Linked DNA regions of Mus musculus: all the other regions are linked to region 1. The links are chromatin contacts, called in public HiCAR-type and HiChIP or PLAC-seq maps. All regions are on one chromosome and are shown on one strand. The core of a region is the stretch at or near the end of the contact, and the rest is flanking DNA. Distances in the headings are between cores, read along the strand shown.

Region 1 (2,992 bases), core at 125-2,624:
CATGTATTGAAGGGGTGTGGCTAGATTTGCTCTTACAAAGGCCTGAATTGATTCTCTTGCCTGTCATTCTCTTTGTTACTAGCATCATACATAACCTTGTATTTGCTGTTGTATATCCGTTTCCCAGTTTCCTGTCTGTCTTCACTCTCAGCCAGTTACAGATACAATGCCCCAAAAGCACTGCTTTCTGGTATTTTCCTGCACAGGAGTTTGGTAATCCTTCCAACCTTGTTAACCTTTTCTAGTTGTCTCTGCCCTTAGTGAAATAGAATGCCCTTATTTCCCATGTGTCCCTATATCTCTAAACTCTACCCTTTCCTTTTAGTTTTTGTTTTGTAATACATGCACATGGTGTGGGTTTATTCCCTAAACCTTTTATGATTATTAATTATTGTGTGTGTTGGTGTGTGGTGTGGGGCATGGACCTTTATGTGTGGAGATCAGAGGACAACTTGTGGAGTCAGTTCTCTGCTTTTCACTTCTGTGTGAGGTCTAGGGTGAAAATGAAGTCCTCAGGAGTTCACAAACTCCTCTACCCACTGAGCTATCTCACCAGGTCCACGTGGTATAGAATGTTAAAATACAGTGAAAAAAAAAAAAGGTCGATTCCCAGCACCGATGTGGCAGTTCACAACAGCCTTTAACTCTGGTTCCACGGGATTCAATGCCCTCTTGTGACTGCTGAGGGCACCAGGCACACAGATAGTGACTGACATGCATGCAGGCCTAACAGCCATAAATGAAGTCACTGTCTTCTTGTCATACATTTTCTCTATCAGCAGAAAAATGGATCCTAGACTTTGTAAATCTGGTTCTAGCCTATCTTGCCATACAACTCCTTTCAACCTTATCGCCGTCATGAAAACTCAAGCGTTCACTACTCATTTTGGCCTACAAGACAATCCCGACCTCCACATTCAACATACATATATCATTCTGATCCTGTTTCTGGGTGGCTTTCAGAAAGCACTCTGGTGTAGCATTCTGGCACAAAATAAATATTCAGGCCAAGTCTGAATGGTTAATTCTGGTTGAATAGCTTCCTCTTCTGAACTCGAACCCCTGATTCCTTGAGACTGGTCTGGTAGTTTCCCTAGTGCAGGGTGTGTACCTGGAGAATGTGCTTGCCAGTTGGACTAGGGACGAACCACAAAAGGATGCAGGAACAACTCCTACACTGAGGGGCTGGTCCTGTGCACTAGCATGCCTCAACCAGCGTCTGTCCGAGTGACCCACCCCAGGAGACTTGGTCCTCGTCTGGGCACTTAGAATCACTACACTGTGCGCGCACCCGGGGCCAATTTTGTCCCGCCCGCGCACCGTCTCGCGAGTCGCGGGCGGGGGCTGCGTCGCCTGCGTCCCCGCGCAGCCGCAGTACCGGGCAGGTGGGCGGGGCCGGCTGTTGGCAGCAGTTGGCGGGGCCGGGTGGCGGCTGCACGTGCGGGCGGGGGCGATGCGTCACTGACCGGTGAGGCGAGGCTCGGGGGTCGCGGTCCTCCGAGTGCCTGCGATCAAGGCCGCCCTCAGTCGGGACCTAACGCTTGGGGAGTCGGGGAAGAGGTGTCACGACGTACGCCGAGCCGGGGGCACCCGCGCAGGGGGTTGGCGAGGGGAGCGCTTAGCTGAGAGAGAGAGAGAGAGAGCCCGGGGCCGGAGCGCGGGGCTTCCCGCCTCAGCCGCCCGCGACCGTACGCGGGCTCTTCCCTGGGTGGGGACTGGCCTGTCACTCAACGGACTGAGGTTCCTCTTCTCCCCATGCTCAGGAGGAACAAGGATGAATATGACTCAAGCCCGGCTTCTGGTGGCTGCAGTGGTGGGGTTGGTGGCGATCCTCCTGTACGCCTCCATCCACAAGATCGAAGAGGGACACTTGGCCGTGTACTACAGGTGAGCGCCGCCCTGTGCAGCCCGCGATGGTTCTAGAAGCACAGTGGAAGGGTCCAATGGGTCACAGCGAAGTCTGGGAAGTTGCTCTTTTCCGCGGCGTCAGGGGAGCTGCTTCCAGCCCTGCCTGGGAAGTGGTTTCATCCCAGCTGCCGGGAGTTAACCTTTGGCGGGGCACTTTTCCGTTGTCGGGGCAGTTTAGTGCCAAGTTCGTTCTGTACAGAATTGAAGACACCTTAGGGGGCACGGAAGTAGTCACTGCAACCGAGATGACTTCTCATAGTCCGCACAACTGCACAGGTGTTTAGTTTGCCGCTGTGGATTTTTTCCGGATCTCTGTCTTACATAAAGACAGTTCTCCCCAACACTAAGTTGGGTTTTTTCTTCTTCATTAAAAAATCTCCCATTGTCTGGTTATGTCCCCCAAAGTCTTCATGACCAGAGCAATGTCATATATCCCTAAAGGCCAAGAGACAAAAACCACATTTGCAGGCCACTTTTCTCACTTTTTTTTTTTCAAGTCAAGGTGAAAAAGAGTGTGGACTCAGTTGCCATCCACCTGATTTGGCATAAATCAAGTCTAACTTCCCACCAGGTCCTCGTGGTATAAGCTGGGAAGAGAAGCCAGTTTGTGGACAACTTGGGATAGTGGTTTATTCTGAAACAAGCAGATTTTTGAATATTTCCATCATGCCCCCTAAACTGGTATTTCTACTTTTAGATCAGTCCAGAATCCTAGAAAATACATACTTTTGGTGGTATGTCTTAACAGATGGAGTTCTAGCATAAGAAATACCAGCCTGGACCACATTTCCATCCAGTTTATCACTGTCCTTCTGACAGGAAAACCACGAAGAGAACATACGGAGATACCACTCCAAAAAAAATGACTAATGAACCTGCAAAGGTTCATCTTTTGAGTTATGACTTAGGACAAGGATGAATGTTGTGGGAACTTACTATTCGTTGTGTAAAGTAGGACTTTGTGTTGTATTTGTCCCAAATTTGCAGGGGGTGCTTTCACCGTTCACATACTACAGAGTTTGATAAACAAGCCCCTCTCTCAGCTGTCAACTCAACCCTTTCGCTGTCTGTCTTTCCATGCTAG
Region 2 (2,992 bases), core at 326-2,825, 940 kb before region 1:
TCACCAGAGAGCATCGCTTGGGGTTGAGTTTTCGAGCAAACAGTTTGGCAGCTTCCCAGGATCGAAGGTCATCTCCTAACCAGAACACAATCCGACGGAACTGTTCAAGGTAAGGCAGTAAGGCTGGGGGTAAGCAGACTGTCCCTCGGGGTAGGGAAAGGGTTGGCAGCCCCGTCGACTGGCTCAAGGCCAGGCTGTCCAGTTCACGACTTGTCACAACCACCTCAGTATCTCTCCGGCTGATCAGTGGTAATCCAAATAGGTTGTGATAGACACCAGGCCGGGGGATGGTGGTCTCTACATACTGTACTCCATTTTCCTGACCCTCAGCCCCTAGTAGCTTCAGGCCACGTAATCCTGAGCTCCCAGGGGTGAACCAAGGGAAGACCAGACTTCGAGCAGATCGAAGATAGCGGACACTGAATCGCCTGAGTGTGTCATCTGTCACCTTGGTAAGGCCAAACATCACACGAGCTAGCTGGGCTTCCTCAGGGTCTGGAAGCTCCCAAAGAGGTATGGCTCGGTTCCAGATCCTCAAGACCTCCTCCCTAACCTCAGCTTCTGGGCCTTCCCTAAGTAGGACACCCTCTTTGGCCCCATCCCCTCGTCCCTCCACACTGGCCTGCAAGTCTTCCCAGCTCCCTTCTGCTAGGCTGGTCATGCAAAGAAAGTGTCCTGTGGTCTTGTCAATGAAGAGGCAGAAGGAAGTGGGAGCGTCCTTTTTCTCATTTTTGATGTCTGAGGACACCACAAAGGGACTTGGTGCTCGAAGGCAGCTGTGGCCATCCTGGAAGGGGATCCCATGTGCACGTAAATACTGGCGGATTTCAGTCGTAGTCACCGGCGACACTGGCATCTCTAAGGCTGGGAGCGCTTCTTTTCTGTACCTTCTGCGGGGAGGGCCTGGCGCCAAGCTTCTGGGCAGGCCCCTCCTACCCACCCACTCGCCACGCAGTGGCAGCAAGATCCGGAGGGGATATGCACGTCGGAGAAGAAGCCACATTCCTAATGGAGTGGGACGCCACTACTGCAAAAGCTTTTGTTGTCTGGTTCAGTGCCTTCACTAAACCAGACCCTAGGAAACCTTCTACAAGGCACTCGCAGAAATCACTCCTACTGGCTTTTCTCTTTATCCCTCCTCAAACTTCTTCACGAACACAGTTCTTACTCCCCTCGGTTGCCTGTGTATTGCTACTTCATCCCTACACACCTACACTGCCCTTTCGCGTCTACGCCTCTCTCTGAGGATTCTCCTATCTCTAGGTCCTTTACGGATTTCTCTCCACCAGCTCACTTCTAGATCCTTCTACGGTCCCTCGATCTAAACGGCTTCTCTGTATCATCTCTTCACGTCTACTACCCCTCTACGGACTCTCCTGGCTAACCTCATCTCTACCGCTTTCTGCATCCCGTCTGAACCCCAACTCCAGGCGCTCCGAGCCCCCAGCGCTCACAGGCACTCTCCACACTGCTGGAGGTCACGCGCTCCGGCCCGGCTTCCTCACTGGCTCCCTTGCTCTGCCCTCCACTTCAAAGCTCCACGCTCCCGCCCCCAGCTTCGCGTCACCACTCTCCTTTCTAGTGTTCTGTCCGCAACGTGGGTCGCCCGCTCGCACGCGCTACTCGCGGTGACTCCGGAAGCAAAACTCTCCAGGGCGCCCATGCCACAACCCCGGAACCGGAAGTCACCGGTTAGTCCCGCCCCCCGGCTCCGCGTCCTGGCTCTCTAACCGTAGCCATGACCGGTCGCGGGACTTCGAGCCGCTTTCTGACCAGCGTCCTCCATAATGGGCTAGGGCGTTACGTGCAGCAGCTGCAGCGCCTCAGCCTCAGCCTCAGCCGGGATGCGCCCTCGTCCCGCGGCGCCAGGTGAGGCACGCGGAAGCGGGAGCGCCGGAAAGGGAGGCGGGGAGCTATGGGGCTGGGTTCGGGCCACCGTACTCACCTTCGCCGGGTCTCGCAGGGAGTTCGTGGAACGCGAGGTGACCGACTTCGCCCGACGGAACCCAGGAGTCGTAGTATACGTGAACCCGCGCCCGTGCGCCATGCCACGAATAGTGGCCGAATACCGTGAGTGGGGCCGAGCTAGGGCGGGGGTGGGCGGCGCGGGATCCCGGCTTGCCCGCTGCGTTCTGTTTGTCTGATTTCCGACCTGGCGCCTTCCACTCATCCCCTCCACGTCCCTCTCCCAGTTAATGGGGCTGTGCGCGAGGAAAACGTCAACAGCAAGTCGGTGGAGGAGATCAAGTCGTTGGTGCAGAAGCTGGCAGACCAGTCCGGCTTGGATGTGATCCGCATCCGCAAGCCCTTCCACACGGACAACCCGAGCATCCAGGGCCAGTGGCACCCCTTCACCAACAAACGGACTGCCCTCCACGGGCTGCGGCCCAGAGAACTCCGGGATTCTGCTCCAGCTTCGATGCAAGCACAGTAAAGAACCAGGCGCTTTGGACCGTGAGAGGGATAGGATTGGTTCCTCTTTTGGATTTCAAGCTCAGGCCGAGTAGGTGGGTGGAGCCTACCAGCCGGGGCGTGGCCTGAGATAAAGAAGAACCTTTTCCTTTGCCCACTTGTAGCTAGGTGCAGTGACCTTGTGAATACCCTAATTCTGATTCAATTGGCCTCCTTGCAAGCTGAGATGTGAGAAGTGTACAACACTTGTACAAGGACCGTGTTTTCTGAAATACGAATAATAATGACTTCAAAACACATGAAAGAGTCTGGAGGCTGTCTTCTGAAGGACACGGGATGCCCTGTTGCTCTTGCTGGTATGGCATTGGGCAAGGCACCTTATATCCGTGTTTGTGTGCAGTTTAGGAAGTTGAAGATGAGCCTGGCGTTGGTAGTGCATAACCTTTAATCCCAGCATTTGGTTGGCAGAGGCAGATGAATCTCTGCGTTTAAGGCCAGCTTGGTCTACAGAGTGAGTTCCAGGACAACCCAGTCTCAAAAACTAAAAATGAAATAAAAAAGAAAAAGAAAACTGAAGTCA
Region 3 (2,992 bases), core at 190-2,689, 910 kb before region 1:
AGCTCAGGACTGGCACACAAAAGTCACATTGTATTGGTGACACAGGAAGAGGAAGGACCTCAGATAGAGGTCCCTGAGGCATGAGAAACCTGCCCTAGTCAAGATGCCCTGTCTCCTGTTCACTGTGGTGGCCTTTGCTCCTGCTTTGCCATTGTTGTTCAGCACTCTCCTTATGGAGAGTGTGATCTTTTGGCCACGTGGTACTTCCTTAGTAGCGACTGACACCTATCCAACAATGCTGTAATCTTACTGTGCCCCAGAAGCCTGTTTTGCCAGTTAAAGTTTTCCAGAATCCTAGCCACTTGTCTTGGAGTTAGATCCAAAGCTGGACCTTCTGGTTTGCCTTCTCCTGATTTCCAGGCCTGGTTAGCTAGAAGGAAGTGTCAGAACATGTCTGCAGATGCTGGGAAACCATCCACCACCGTCAAGCATGCTGGGTGATTAAAACTGTGTCTGAGTGCAGGATGGCCTCAAAATCTGTGATCCTCCTGCCTCTGCCTCCCATGTGCTGGGATCATCGGTATTAGTGATTGCACCAGGCCAACATGCATGGTTTATTTATTTAACATATTTTTGGCAGCAGGAACAGGGAAGTATCCAGAGTTCCCAGAGTCTGAAGGTACAATACTCTCCAGCTATCACTGTTGGAAGATAAGACCTGATTTACAAGTAAGCACACCCACAGATGGCTGCTTCTGGTCAATTTTCTTTTAAAAATTAACTATTTTATGTGCATGGGTGTTTTGCCTGTAAAGGCTAGAAGAGGGCATAGGAGGCTTTGGAACTAGAGTTACATTCGTTAGCCATCACATGGGTGATGGGCTTTGAACCCAGAGCCTCTGGAAGAGCAATCTCCAGTTAACTGTTGATCTTCTCCAGCTCCATTAAATTTGTCTTTGAGACAGGGTTTCTCCATGTAGCCCTGGCTGTCCTTGAACTCAGAGCTCTGCCTGCCTCTGCCTCCTCCGTGCTGGGATAAAGGTGATTACAATCTTAGTCTCCATCTTGCCTCCCTTTGTTCTGTTCATGTTGCATGCCAGGCATTGTGCTGAGTTACTGCCATGTATGTGAATCCTCACAAAACATGAAATAGAGTTATTCCTTTCAATAGAAGAAACTCAGATGCCAACAAAGGTCAAATGGCCAGTATGGTGAACCTTGGGACCTGAGGCCAAGCCTAGGTCTTTTCCTCAAACACCGCGACTATCCCTAGTATTTGCACCTGTCTACTTCTACCTGGGCTGTCAGCATCCATCTTTCCAACCTAGTTTACCCTAAAGGAGAAAACAGCTGCAGCACTGGGGGCCTGGCAACTATGCCTAAGCCTTCTATGAGGTACTAGGTTTGTTATGAGTGTCAGCCTTTCCACAGCTGGCATGTCATAAACCCACCTGCCAGGTCACAAGTGGCTCTGCACTGTATGGCATCACCTTTCTTGATTCTGGGTTCTAGAATTTTAGAGACACCCAGATGAAGGGTATTTCTTCCTCTCCTGTTTCCCCCGATACCATCAGGTAAGAGCCATGATTTTGTGTTGTTCACCACCAAACCCTAACACGTAGGTAGGCAAGAGCAGCCAAACGGATGTGCAGGATGAGCTAAGAATGAGATTATTAAATTCCTGACTGCAATCCAGGAGTGGTGGCGCACGCCTTTAATCCCAGCATTTTGGAAGCAGAGGCAGGCGGATTTCTGAGTTTGAGGCCAGCCTGGTCTACAAAGTGAGTTAGTTCCAGGACAGCCAGGGCTATACAGAGAAACCCTACCTCAAAAACCAAAAAAAAAAAAAAAAAAAAAAAAAAACCCAAAACAAAAAACAAAAAACCCTGCCTGTAAAGCACACAGCACATTATTAATTGGGTTTTGTAAACATAAACTGTGGAGAGCTGTGCCCGTTTCCGTTTCCCACAGATTAAAAGAAGGCATCAAGCTAAAAACAAGTTTGTTTGTTTTTTTAAGATTTATTATTATATGTAAGTACTCTGTAGCTGTCTTCAGACACACCAGAAGAGGGCATCAGACCCCATTACGATGGTTGTGAGCTACCATGTGGTTGCTGGGATTTGAACTCAGGACCTTTGGAAGAACAGTCAGTGCTTTTAACCACTGAGCCATTTCTCCAGCCCCCTAAAAACAAGTTTAAAGCAGGGTATTTTAGATACTCAACCACCTCTACTACTCAATCAAAAGTTGCCAGACACGTTTAAGCTGAGAAAAAAGTTTTAATAACACATACACATACATTCAGAAGACTTTAAACAAGACAGTATAAAATTTTAAAGGAAAAAAAAAAACCAAACCACAACACATTGCATTTACTGCCTAAGAGCTAGTAGATTAACTGGCTGACAAGAATGCCCCGGGGAAACTGAGGCACAGATGAGGTGCGCCTGCACCATAGAGTAGGCATAGCCACGAGATGGGATTGTGCTGACTCACGCCCCCACCACCTGTAGCAGACCCTTGCCTCCTGAGAGACAAGCCAAGAAAGTTCTCCAACCCAGCCGCTTGGCGATGAGTCAGTTTGTAAATGGAAAAACACTCCTGGTTTCAAGACTCCACACATTACTGTCCCCACCAACTGTGTCTGTTCTGATTGGGGGGAAAGGGGAAGAAAACAAAACAAAACAAAAAGCCAAACAAACAAAAAACAGAGCCTGGGTGGTAACTTATCTATCATTACTGGGGATATATATATATATTTCACTTTTCTTTTTTTTTTTTTTTTTGTGAAGTCGAAGCAAGCTATTACTTGCATTAAAAAAAAAAAAAAGCCAACCTTCTGAAAGGTGACAAAGGCACCGTTGCCATCAGGACAGAGACAAAACAATGCACAACACTGACTGCAGAGCTACACAGGTGATCTTGAGCATGGAAAACCTTTTCACTTGACATGTGTTACAGAACTGTACTTTCAGGTAACAAGAAAAGCAGGTCAGGAAAGGCAAACAGTTACACACAAAAGCATAAACACAAGTACTTTAATGTTCAG

Evidence for each region. HiCAR-type assays count read pairs that join an accessible place to other places. HiChIP or PLAC-seq counts read pairs in DNA pulled down with a chosen protein or histone mark.
Region 2: an H3K4me3 HiChIP or PLAC-seq map of bone marrow-derived macrophages shows a contact between it and region 1, with 3 times the contacts expected there. The contact joins the promoter of Twnk here to the promoter of Erlin1 in region 1. A contact is called at or near these places in 2 of 115 datasets of contacts at active chromatin or transcription factors (bone marrow-derived macrophages and neural tube) and 2 of 9 other capture datasets (adipose tissue and embryonic stem cells).
Region 3: a HiCAR-type map of astrocytes shows a contact between it and region 1, with 4 times the contacts expected there. The contact joins the promoter of 4930414N06Rik here to the promoter of Erlin1 in region 1. A contact is called at or near these places in 1 of 39 promoter capture datasets (hippocampal neurons), 1 of 115 datasets of contacts at active chromatin or transcription factors (astrocytes) and 2 of 9 other capture datasets (adipose tissue and embryonic stem cells).

The regions. Positions count from the first base shown.
Region 1 is chr19:44,068,167-44,071,158 of GRCm38.p6, reverse strand. Erlin1 (ER lipid raft associated 1) reads left to right here and starts at 1,374. Exons shown (of 12, transcript NM_001164360.1): 1 at 1,374-1,468; 2 at 1,764-1,887. The coding sequence starts at 1,775.
Region 2 is chr19:45,005,141-45,008,132 of GRCm38.p6, reverse strand. Twnk (twinkle mtDNA helicase) reads right to left here and starts at 1,575. Exons shown (of 5, transcript NM_153796.4): 1 at 1-1,575. The coding sequence starts at 1,003. Mrpl43 (mitochondrial ribosomal protein L43) reads left to right here and starts at 1,691. Exons shown (of 3, transcript NM_053164.3): 1 at 1,691-1,869; 2 at 1,964-2,070; 3 at 2,193-2,992. The coding sequence starts at 1,739. The coding sequence ends at 2,434.
Region 3 is chr19:44,982,997-44,985,988 of GRCm38.p6, reverse strand. It overlaps 4930414N06Rik (RIKEN cDNA 4930414N06 gene), which reads left to right and starts at 1,439. Exons shown (of 3, transcript NR_040294.1): 1 at 1,439-1,514. It overlaps Slf2 (SMC5-SMC6 complex localization factor 2), which reads right to left. Exons shown (of 20, transcript NM_001081225.2): 20 at 2,203-2,992.